2 separate regions of the Triticum aestivum genome follow, and region 1 is linked to region 2. A link is a contact called in public Hi-C data. All regions are on one chromosome and are shown on one strand. The core of a region is the stretch at or near the end of the contact, and the rest is flanking DNA. Distances in the headings are between cores, read along the strand shown.

Evidence for each region. A called contact is a pair of places that touch in the nucleus more often than the background predicts.
Region 1: a Hi-C map of leaf shows a contact between it and region 2, with 3 times the contacts expected there. The contact joins the promoter of LOC123182716 here to the promoter of LOC123182714 in region 2. A contact is called at or near these places in 3 of 5 Hi-C or Micro-C datasets (all in leaf).

Annotation. Positions count from the first base shown.
Region 1 is chr1D:439,094,283-439,100,275 of IWGSC CS RefSeq v2.1, reverse strand. It overlaps LOC123182716 (50S ribosomal protein L20), which reads left to right and starts at 4,326. Exons shown (of 3, transcript XM_044595373.1): 1 at 4,326-4,559. It overlaps LOC123182717 (26S proteasome non-ATPase regulatory subunit 1 homolog A), which reads left to right. Exons shown (of 12, transcript XM_044595374.1): 8 at 1-98; 9 at 190-737; 10 at 830-1,088; 11 at 1,300-2,070; 12 at 2,301-2,862. The coding sequence ends at 2,606.
Region 2 is chr1D:438,684,007-438,690,797 of IWGSC CS RefSeq v2.1, reverse strand. LOC123182714 (probable DNA replication complex GINS protein PSF3) reads right to left here and starts at 4,129. Exons shown (of 7, transcript XM_044595371.1): 1 at 3,935-4,129; 2 at 3,334-3,418; 3 at 3,188-3,259; 4 at 2,719-2,822; 5 at 2,500-2,592; 6 at 1-80. The coding sequence starts at 3,378. LOC123182713 (clumping factor A) reads left to right here and starts at 4,131. Exons shown (of 1, transcript XM_044595370.1): 1 at 4,131-4,928. The coding sequence starts at 4,211. The coding sequence ends at 4,672.

The DNA.
Region 1 (5,993 bases), core at 3,077-5,576, 410 kb before region 2:
TGGAAACGAGTGGCAATGTTTGCCATAGTGCAACTATTTGTTCCAATGCGATCATGCATGCAGGAACAACTGTAGATACCTTTTTAAGAGAGAATCTGGTAAAAAAAATAAAAAAATCTGGTTGTTTTGTTGTCATGCAGTGTTTATTTTTTTGCCCCTGTAATGTCTCATTTTGTTATTGTCTTTTAGGAATGGTTAAGCAAGGCAACCAATTGGGCTAAATTTAGTGCGACAGCTGGACTGGGTGTCATTCATAGAGGCCACCTTCAGCAAGGTCGGGCTTTGATGGCCCCGTACCTACCTCAAAATGGTGCAGTTGGTGGTGGCAGTCCATATTCAGAAGGTGGTGCCCTCTATGCTTTAGGTTTGATTCATGCCAACCATGGCGAAGGAATCAAACAATTCCTCCGTGAAAGCCTTCGCAACACCAGTGCAGAGGTGACATTTTGTTCCTTGTCCTTCTCGCGTAATGCTAATTATGTTGTGACTTTTCTTAATCAAAACCGTATTATACAGGTCATCCAGCATGGTGCCTGTTTGGGACTTGGGCTTGCATCTCTCGGGACAGCAGATGAGGAAGTGTTTGAGGACATAAAGAATGTCCTTTACACAGACAGTGCAGTAGCTGGTGAAGCAGCTGGTATTGGCATGGGTTTGCTCATGGTTGGGACAGCCAGTGAGAAGGCCGGTGAGATGCTTGCTTATGCACATGATACACAGCATGAAAAGATTATCAGGTCAGTTCTGTTTAATAATTGTTGCGGTATTTCTGAAGATGCATCTAGCTCATGTTTCTGACATCTTTCTCTCTCTCTCTCTCTCTCCGCAGGGGTTTGGCACTTGGCATCGCATTGACAATGTATGGCAGGGAGGAGGAAGCTGACACCTTGATCGAACAAATGACTAGAGATCAAGATCCCATACTACGTTATGGTGGTATGTATGCATTGGCTCTAGCGTACAGAGGAACTGCAAACAACAAAGCTATCCATCAGCTGCTGCATTTCGCTGTATCGGACGTCAGTGATGATGTTCGTAGGACTGCAGTTATGGGTCTTGGATTTGTTCTATACAACGAACCTGAGCAGGTCTGCCCTCTATTCAATTTTATTCCAAGGAACAACATAGACCTGCTGTTCATTATGCATTTATGCTGCTGCATCTCTTTGCCATCTAATAGAAAAAAAGCTAAAATAAAAAATCGTCAATAGCTTTGATCCACACCTTGTCAATAGCTTTGATCCACACCTTGTCAATAGCTTTGATCCATAACTTACATCTTCTGTTCTGATCATGCAGACTCCAAGAATTGTGTCCCTGCTCTCTGAATCGTACAACCCACACGTTCGTTATGGTGCAGCTCTAGCTGTTGGGATATCCTGTGCAGGCACAGGGTTAAGTGATGCCATTTCCTTGTTGGAGCCTCTCACCTCGGACGTTGTTGACTTCGTACGCCAGGGGGCTCTAATTGCTATGGCAATGGTCATGATCCAGACCAATGAGTCCTTTGATTCTCGTGTTGGAACATTCAGGCGTCAGTTGCAAAAGATCATACTTGACAAGCACGAGGACACCATGAGCAAAATGGGCGCCATACTTGCTTCTGGCATTCTAGATGCAGGTGGCAGGAACGTCACAATCAAACTTCGCTCGAGGAACAAGCATGACAAGCTCACTGCTGTGATTGGCCTCGCTGTTTTCACCCAGTTCTGGAACTGGTATCCTCTCCTATACTTCATCAGCCTGGCCTTCTCGCCGACGGCCATCATTGGTCTCAACTCGAATCTGGAAGTGCTGAAGTTTGAATTTATGTCGCATGCTAAGCCGTCCCTCTTTGAGTATCCGAAACCGACGACTCAGCAGGCTACAACTTCGGCTGTCGAGCTGCCCACAGCCATTTTGTCAACCTATGCTAAGGCAAAATCTAGGGCGAAGAAGGATGCAGAAAGCAAAGCTGCTGCTAACCAGGAGAAGGCAGCAGCAGAAGCAGAAAGCAAAGCTGCTAACCAGGAGAAGTCAACGGAAGATGCTTCTGGTTCTACTTCTGGCAAGGCAGCTGATGCAATGCAGGTAAGAATAAAACCTCACTGTATCTGCTTGGCTTCAACTTTTTCCCATCACGCAAGAATTTTGCAAATTTTGGTAGGTTCAGGCCATAATTAATTAAACCATATGCTAGTCAACTAGACATCACAGCACAGTTGAGCATGGCTAGCCCTTAGCTGCTCATTAATGAACCAACCCCAGACAGTCTCTGGCCTCATTTGGATTGACCCGTCTCTCTCAATCTTTGTTCCCAGGTGGACAGCACTGCAGAGAAGAAGGCCGCAGAGCCAGAGCCGGCCTTCCAGATCCTGGCGAACCCAGCCCGCGTCGTCCCCCTGCAGGAGAAGTTCATCAAGTTCATCGAGGGCAGCCGATACGTCCCCGTGAGGCCCGCCCCCTGCGGCGGGTTCATCCTCCTAAGAGACACACAGCCCAGCGAGGCCGAGGAGCTCGTTGTGCTCACCGACGCCCCCGCGTCAGGGCAGCCGGTGTCGGGTGCCTCTGCCATGGCCGTCGACGACGAGCCCCAGCCGCCCCAACCTTTTGAGTACCTGTCCTGATTCATGATAGGAGAGAGCATCGCCTGTATATACATTTCTTATTCCCTTTTCCCAGTAGTATGTATTGTGCGGGAATTTGTTGTTCGTCGGAAACTGTTTAGAATCATGGCTTCATCAGAATTTGAGAATCTAGCTGGAGTGAGAATCGCCTGTATATAAGTTTCTCCTCGAGGTGTTGATAGTTATTTCTCCTTTCAAAAATATTAGTCTCGAAGTTATACTATTTCACTGGTAAATTTTGTGCAAAAGATCTTCCCATCAGCTCTCGATGAATGGTTTGATGGACTTTGCCATCAACCTACGGGGTCACCCGCCGCTATTCTTTGATACCCTGACACAAAAAAGGCTTCTTTTATTGATCCCTTCACTGAGTGGCCCGACTTGCTTCCAGATTGAGATAATCTGTATGGTTCCCTTCATTGAGCTATCATGGTTTAGGTGTTTCGATGCAACCTTTTCAGTGTTTATTTTTTGATTCCCTAATCACTGTTTGATCTTTTGTATAATCACGCTGGGAGAACTGCCAATAAAAGAGAATAAGTAGAAAAAAAGATTTGAACTGGAGTCTGCAGTATATGTGGGGGTGCTTTGGAAAATGCACACCATGCTACTTTTTTTTTGCGGGGTTCACACCATGCTACTGTGGCCTACACAAAACAAAGAGCACTTAGGCCTCGTTTGACATGGAGGGATTTAGAAGGATTTGAGGTGTGGGAATTGGAGGGGATTTGGTGAATCCCTCCCCTCCACCCAATCCCCTCAATTCCCCTTGCATCCAATCCCCTTCCTGAAAAAACTCGTTTGGTAGGCGGAGAGTGGAGGAGGCGTGTGACGAGAGTTCTGAACTGCGCGGGTACGAAGGGATTGGAAGGGATCGGAGGGGGTTGGGCTGTGCAAACCCCACCTATCAAATGGACCGATGAGATTTCGTGGGGCTTCTGTCCCTCCCGGGGATCATCCTCTCCAAACCTCCTGAATCCTCCTGTGCCAAACGAGGCCTTAAGGAAATGAGAAAAGTCTGAAAACTGCCCATAACACATTTGGAAACGGATGAAAACTTGGAAGTGTTTACCTTTGGCAATGACTCAAAGTACACTTCCGGGATCTCCATCTCAGCATGCACATCGATGTTGATCGCCATGGCGGCCTTGAATATCTGGCTCGCGCAGTCCCTGCTCTGTTGCAGCTTCCTCCCGGCCTCCTCGACCAACCCCTTGGGCGACACCCGCGGCCACGATAACCACCATTTATTAATATCACATGAACATTTTTATAAAAAATGGGAACAATTTCTTTATTACTAACGTTGTATTGAGGTTGCGTCAATTAATTCGGATTGAAGGGAGTACATAGTTTTTAAAATGTACGAGAACCTTTTAAATTTCATGATTTATTTTAAAAAATATGTGAACAATTTTTACAAATTTCAGGAATACTTTTAAGGTATGAGAAAACTTATATTAAATTACATGAACATTATGCAAAAGTATGAACACAGTTTTAGTTCCATAAAAAGATCATTGCTTATACTTTTATTGATTATATAAAAATTAACAATTATTTCAATACATTATTTGATTTTCTGCATGCACGCAGCGTTGTCTGCTTTCCTTTCCTTTTTTACAAACGTCGGAGGCGAACTTTATGTACTGGCCTATTGTAGCGTTGAACGTGTGAGGCTAGTGATATACAAGCGCGGCAGCTAAACGGGCCAGCCCTGGTGAGCGGCGCGGGTGCTATCGACGTCTTGTGGGCCGGATTGGCACCCAAGAATATGATTCGGCCCACATTCGTGCTCGCTCGATCCACAGAAAACGCAGCGCTAGGTTTCTCCTCACACGCGCCCGAGCTCCCACTCCGCCGCCCGCCGCCCGCCGCCGACGCCGGTCTCCGTCGCCTCCCTCTACTCCGACCCGACCCGACTCTGCACCGGCTCTTCTTCCCTGCTTCTCGGTACGTACGTGCTTGCACACACATGTACATCTCCCGCTCGCGCGTGCGAGGTGTGTATGATTCCACCGCGCGCGGCATGGCCGGCCCGGCTCCTGCTACTGAACCCGCGTGCTTGTTTGCCGTAGCTCGCGACCGTCCGAATCCCTTGACGCCCCTTGCCTGCCACCTGATAGTGCGGGATTGGTTGGAAATGATTCTTTGTTGGTGGCAGGATTCGAATTAGCAAGCAGGTCACACATTTGCAACATCTACTGCTGCTTGCATTTGCTATAATTCTCACGTTATTTTTAATCTGACGGCTAATTCCAAGTGGAAACTGTCGATTGGAATACAGTAGCATGCAGTGTCCGGTCCTATTTGAGCGCAATTTTTTTCCATCTCTAGTAGACACTACACAAATGAGCACATATATTTGTTAGTACCTCTGTTGACGTTTTTGCAGCTCAAATTGAATTGAACTGCAAAAACGTCTTATATTCAGGAACAGAGGATGTGGTAAGCAATTTTTTATCGCAGGAATTACTCTCGTTGATTGTATGTTCTAAAAACAGGGCACACTTTTTGTTGACCCAAAAACAATATCCAGTTTTAACATTCATTTTGTCACATATCATAGATGAGAGTGGGAAATCGGCGAAAGTAACTTTGGATCCTATGACCCATATAGTTTTTCTTGATGTGCGTATCGAAGAAGTACATGTATATAACCGTCCCACCAGATGTTTGAACTTACTTGGGTATGTTTATTTGATAAGCAAGTTTAGTAAGCACGCAGAGAGAAATTATGAGTGTAAGCGATTCAAAAATAGGTGGAGTCATTCAGAATGGACTGTCGGCACAGTTCATGATGCTATTGCTGCTAGTGTCGTACCTTGATGATTAGTTTTTATCGTGACTGCTTTTCTTGGGGGAAACCCTTGTAATGCCTTCACAACCTCTTTTTATCTAACTTGTTGTCAAGTACCAATTACATCTTTATTTTGTTTTAATATTTATTTTATGATGTTAATAATATCTATGATAAACACAGCAAGAAATTACACAATATAAGTTAAGGCGCTGTTCGGCAGTCCGCCCGCTCCGTAAAAATTGAGAATCTCGGGAGTACCGTTTCGCTGGCTCTGCACTTTTTAACTAGAACTCCGTCAGCTCCGGGAGCGGCCTCGCTGAGCGGAGGGGCTCCGAACAGGCCCTAAGATTCACACAATTGCAGTCCATGGACTTTTCATCAGAAAATAAACTAAGGGGCAGAAGATCTGACACTTACAGTCCATAGACTTCTCTGTGCCGCAGCTCCTGTGGGTAGAGAAGCTTAAACTGGTTCCTGAAGAAGTCTAGGCCCGAAAATAACTGTCCTTAAGTACGTTTTATTCATATGCATTCCCTTCTCGGGGAATAAATGTCTGAAGTATTGGTGTGTACTCTGAACTTCTA
Region 2 (6,791 bases), core at 2,880-5,379:
TGTGTGCCTTGCTTAGTACCTCCTTGTACCTACTGGTGAACGCGTAGCGCAAGAACTGGCCGATGCTCTTGTCACCCACCCTGTCGATGCAAACATAATAAATCAGTGAGGGATATAATTTAGTCTGACCATTATAGTAACTCAAATAAAAAATTGAGCGGCAGTCGTGATTCAACCTAAAAAAAATATTAGTCATTCAGTTATCTGAAATGTTCCAATACATCAACTATGTGTGCCAATATTCTGGTTAAGCGTCTAGACACCTAAGGCGCATTCGCCCCTGTTCGGATATTCCTACTCATTACTGATCCATTCCTGTACACATGCACCATATCTCATCCCAATTATTAAGAGACTCGACTAGTTTACGAGTCAACACTTGGTTCTCAGCCGGACATCTTCGACTCGACTTATCAGGCTAACAGCATTAAATATCGATGGAACCGTGTCCTGAATTCTGAATTCCTACTCCTAGTCCATGTCAGACGTGGTCTGTTCTGAAATCTGAAATGCGGAAACATTCTCCAGTCCTACTCCGAGTTCACTGCTGACTGTGGGTGCAGGCTGCTAGAGGGCTGAATTCTCAAATCTGATATGCAAAAATGTTCTCCAGTTCTACTCCTAGTTCACTGCTGAGTATGGATGCAGGCTGCTAGAGGGCAAAAGATCAAATGCGAAAGAAAGGTGGGGAAATAATCCATTACGATGTAAGAACGAATTATCACAGTACCAGCAAAAGTGGGGTTAAAGATCGAATTCCCACTCTATTTACACCACTTATTAACTTTTGGAGTTTTGTGCTAGTCACACAGTCTAGTCCATACTAATAAATGGCTTTCAAAATAGACAAAAGGGGGAAATGGTGTAAAGTTGCCTCAAAATAGTAAAATGATATGCATTAAGGAGAAAAAATGATACAGTGAAATGTACTACCTCCATGCCAAAATATATGACGTTTTAGTAAGCTAGTTTAGCCTACCAAAATGTCATATATTTTGGCACGGAGGTAGTATTAGAAATGGAGGGAGTAATATATAAGGTGCCCAGACATCACCACATAATAACTTCATGGGATCCCTAACTTCAGTATACAAACTACAAAGGCAACACATAACAATATTTCACAGAACTGACAAAATTGTGACTACAGCAGTAACTGCAGGGGGTCTTCGACCTGATTGTGGACAGTAACCAGATGGGTTGGGCCAATTTGACAAGGATATTCAGACCTCTAAACCGACCACAAAAGAATGTATCAACCATAAAAGAATGTGTCAAATAATGCACGCCATGGAATGACACATTGGCACTGTAATTGACATAGATCATATCTAATCTGAGAATAGTTACACCTTTTCAACCAAATCACATGAACCATCATAAGAAAATCAAATCCCAATTAGGATCACTCAAGAGTATAACCAATTAATTGTCAAGTGGTACCTCTACAAGTTCACCCAGTTGCTCACAACATGTGCTACAGGTGGCTACTAAACATTTCATTATTTCTGTTCTAGTGAGCACTAAAATTAAAGGCAAAAGACCATTGAGATCTATGTCTGAATTGTTCAGATTAAGATGATTGCAGCCAGCTCTTGTCCTCATTAAGTGCAGAGTCCAGAGTATTCCTTTGAAAAGAGATAGACCTCAAATAATCATAACTTATGTATTCAGGAAGACTTAGTTATGGTCTATTATGTTCATATCACCATATGTCAACACAGAATCAACACGTGTTACAAGCACAAATTGACCTAGTGGCATCAGAGGTCATTGTCAGGTGTATGATTAAATTTCCTAGAATGATAGTTTGGTCTCGGCAACAATGGTAGGATCAGCAAGGAATATATTGATCATTTCAAGGCGGCCATATAATACCTCCTTATGACTTATTAAATCATTTGTTGGAGTGGACAGAGGGGAGCTTGCTAAAATACGAAATTAGAACAGTTGAACACCAGTTTGAACATGGTTTGGCTAAACTGAGATGGGAGATACACTGCAAGTGTGGTTAAAAGCATGTTTTAGTCTGGGCCCTCAGAAAAGAAAACCATATGATTGCATTATGTTCGCAAGAAATCAACTTGCCTATATACAATTCATAGTATCAACTGCATCTTCTCCCCAAGATTACAGTTACTTGAACTTACAGAAGTTCCTCCTATTTTAACTTAATATATGACTGATGACTGAAACTATCTTGCTCATGGAGATGGAAGCATTCCAAGTTTTACAAAAACAGAATACATGCAGAAAGGATAATGTACTGTAGTGCTGTATGCCTACACAATTGCCCGGTTATTGTGACTGAGACTATAAGATGTCTAAGGCTCATCAAAGTTCTGCAAAGCAATGGAGTGGGTAATGTATTTCTACCAAAGATGATATATAAGTATTTTAATGAGAATTTACAAATTTAAGATTGCATAGAGAAAGGTAATGAGATGGAAGAAAAAGGAAACAAAATAGTACGTGTAACTGAGGTCGTTCAGAACTTACAGAGGAACAATCTTGCATCCTAGCTCATAAAAGTAAGGGCACCGAACCCTCAAATCAACACAGGCTGCATCAGCTTGGATCTCCTTCCGAGTTCTGCAAGCAAAGTACGTGTAAATATGTTGAAATGAGAACGATAACTACATACTACTGCATACAGTATATTTTGATGTCCCTCTTGAGAATTTCTACAGATGCAAAACAAAATACAAAGAAACCTACTTCTGGGTGAAGCAAGGAGGTACATTTATCGACACCGCTTGTTCCAGAGACAGCATCCCATGAGCAAGCCAAAATGGAAGGTCTACCTTAGCACCCTTCTCAACCTGAACATAAAGAATAAGATCATTTCTCTTTTTGTTGGAACCAGATGAAATACGCCATTTCATTTGCCATGGTAGCAAGAAAATGTTCTCAAAAACAAAGCATCTAACTCCCAGTTAGTGAGAAACATGGCACACAGGGAAATAAGAAAGCACCTAGCGTTCCATATCGGTTTTGCAAACTAAAATGAGCAAGAATGCACGATGCATCTATCTCAGGTAAACATCATCTAACTAGTCAGCGTATTTGAGAAGTAATTTGCTCAAGAACAAACAGGCCAGAGAAAGAATTGGCAGCAGTTGCCCATCAGCAGGTTTAAGATAGCAGTTAAAGATAAATGCAGAAATGTCATTGGACAGATGCTTACACTGTTTCTCTCGGCGCCAGGATCTAGCATACCAACACCATTTGCAGTTACTTGGAAAACAACCGAAATAAGCTGCAATTACAGTAGAGTATTCATGTCATCTGTACAAGCATAAATGAAGCAGAGGGTAACACGAGCATGGTTACCTCCTCCTCCATGAGGATGTCATCGACATCGTAGTAACAAGGCATTTCACCAAGTGGGACAGATCACTGTTGCTTATGCTCAGCCCTGCATGAACAGTTTGCACAATGCCGATGAGAGAAAGTCCAACTCACTCATCAGATTTGGCCTCCTATATTCATATACGGAGTGCTACTCTAAGGCTCCGTTTGAATGTTGATATTGAGGGCCATGCAATTGAACTGGTGCCAATATCAAATCTCCCAGACATTGATCTTGAAATTGAATCTGAATTGTGTTGTTTGGAGGTTCAAGAAATGATACTTGGAACTCACATGAGAGACCCAATTCTGTACAAAAATAAGAACATTATACAACAGCAGCCGCCATGGGGTGAAGGCCATGGGGGCAAGGGGGAAAGGCTCGGTCGCCATGGGGTCCCGACCGTGGGGGGTGAGGGGGGCGACGCGGAGGTCGCCATGAGAGGCAGGAGCCAGCGGTGACCGAGCCGCATCCGAGATGGAGGCCGCCGTCGCGAGGGGCAGATGGGGCTACGCGTAACGCCGCAGAGAGGGGGAAAGACGGCCGGGGGCGGGGAGATGAGAGGAGGAGGGGGTGTCTGACCTGCGCCGCCGTCGAGGCCTGCTTTCCGCCGCCGCTACTGGTCTCCTCCCGCGCTTTTCGCCTCTGTTTTTCGGGAGCGCGGGCGAAGGGGGTCACCAAATATGTGGAGGATCTTCTAGGAAAAAAACAAATATGTGGAGGCTGGCGCTGCGAATTCGGCCCAAACAGGCCCAAAGGTATCACCAAATACCCGGGCTTCGGGTACCCACCCACCCGTATTCTTCCCCAAGCGAGTGGCGCCCCTCTGGAATTGTTTTCTGTTTTCTCCTCCCCACAATGTCCATCTCCGGGAACGGCCACCTCCCAGCCGCCGCCTCCACCGGCCTGCCGGACCACTCCTCCGCCTCCGCCTCAGACTCCGAGGCCGAGGGAGACGCCGACTACCTCCCCATCTCCGGCGCCGCGTCGGACACCGACAGCGACGCCGACCCCGACCCCGATCTCGCATCTCACCGCCGCCTCGACGCGGTCGACAACGGCGTCTCCGAGCTGGATCTCGCCTCCGACGACGAAGAAGAAGAGAGCGACGAGGAAGAAGGCGCGGGCGCGAGGGAGGCCGCGGCCTCCTTGGACGACGAGCGCCGGCGGCGCGCCCAGCTGCCCGCGGGCGCCGCGGCCCGGATCGTGGACGCGATGCGTGGCGTGGCGTTCCCCGGCGCGCCGCCGCCGTGGGCCGGCACCGTCCCCGACGAGCAGTGGCTCGAACGCCTCAGCTCCCTCCGCGGCGGCCGCGACTAGACAGAGCAGATGAGGTGAATTCTCGACCCACAAATCACTGTGAGTTGTGAGAGCTTGTGATCTGCCTTTGTACCGAAGGAACATTCCTCTGTCGCCATAGATCCGGTAGGATTGCCTCTCGCTTCTTCGGAAATGAAATTCGTGCGCAGATCATCGCCGATGAGATCAGTGATCCACACTGGATGCTGTTCTTGTGTATGGATTTTATGGAGGTTTGGGTTTTTTTCAGAGCGTGCTTGTCTTGATTATGGAGAAATCCGAATGTTGTTGCTGCTGCTCTCCGTGGGCATAAGCCTCGACGATATCTGCTCGGTCAGAAATGTGATCAAAAGGCTTGTGAAATTTTCAGTTGTATGAATCAGCAAACGCTTAATTTGTTTGTGCCCTTGTTTGCTAGAATATGGAACAAACTCTGAACATTTCAATTCCATGTACCACAAAAGGTGATCATGTAATTGGTATTCACGGCAACAAGTGCACAGAAAGTGATCAAATAGTTGGTTTTCACTGCAGCAAATGCACAAAAAGTGATCATCTAATTGGTATTCATAGAAACAAGTATAGATTCAAGCACACATCTGCATCATCGCAAAAACAGCACTCTTTCGAACACACTCAATGACAGGCAGATCGCCACTCCTACACCACAGGCAACGCCGATATAAACACCATGAACATTGCAAATAAAAATCAAAATTTACCTCTGTACTATCCCAGAACCATGCGCGTGCTTCTTCCTTTTTGCTGACGGGTGAATGGAATAGCTCTACTGCTAATTGTTTAAGACAGGCAAGTAAATAGAAGGGGAACCAACCTAGGACATGAACATGTTGTTTGCTGGAACACAACGTCACCAAGCAAAACTAAACCTTAAGCCCTGCATAAAATTCAGACAATCATGCCGTGTAAACAGAGAAAAGAATGCGCAAACGGGAACACATATTACATAGGAAGGTGAGGCCAAAAGATTGGGTTCTTCTTTCCACGCTTAGATGTGGTTTGCGTTAATAATTATTAAAAGAAAGTAAATTTTGTTTTCTAACTTATAAAAGAAACTGTAGTCGATGAATCAGCTAATACACAATGAGGTCTTGTTCCAGTTTGATGTACCTAATTGGAATACATAACTAATTGTGCATGATCTTGGCAACCCGAAGCACTAACATCTTTCAGCAGTTGGCAGAGGGCGTCATCTTTGGTTGCCGTTGCTTTATCCATCGTCACCTGGGAAGAAGCTCTAACTGGGTTAGGTTTCTCTCGGGTTCAGACTGCTGTTAGGTACGTAGATTAGATAGATCGATGGCAAGGCCGAAAGCGATCTTCTCCGGACACGCCGCGTGACATCGTTTTCTACCCAGCATGGCCGATCTGTTGCTTGATCGTTGTCACACGGGATGCAGTGCGCTGCTACATGCAAAGAAATTTAGCTAGGCCGGCCGTTGAGTGCTCAGATTGATCACACGCCTAGCCGGTAGGCCGGTGCAGTGTGGTATACTGTATCGTATAAAGCATGCGTACGTAACCTCGGCTGCCTGAGATGGACCCTCGGACGGACGTCTCAGGTTGTTGCTGATGAGAAGCGTCTCTAGGAGGGGCACCTGATGACGGACTTGGGTGTGCTTCTAGATTTGGTTGATGCGCGTCGAACAAGCCAGTGGAGCTTAGTGGCAGCGAGCGACCGAAAATGTTGAGCGTCAACAGACTTGTTAGGCTCGGCTTTGTATAATCTGCAATGAGAAGGTAGGCGTAGAAACATGCTAAGGTTGGTTGCCAAACCGTAATACAGACAAAAGATTGTCTTGCGGGCGGCATTATCATAATCCACCGAAACTACTGCTAACTTTGGCTGCATTCTACGTACATTTCCACGTACAATAAAGTAGCACTATTCAGTAGAATCCCCCGCGTCGCCCCGCCCGGGCGACTCGGGGGCGACCACCCTCCCGCCGCCGGCGTACCCTGCTCCTCTTCCTCCATCCCTCGCCGCTGCATGAGGCTGGCGCCAGGCAAGCCCGTGGCGCAGCCGGGGACTGCGGCGGCAGGGCCCTTGCTGCTCCGCCTACCGCTGGAGAGAGATTGGATCTGGGGCGGCGGCCCTTCCGGCGAGGCCCCTCCATGC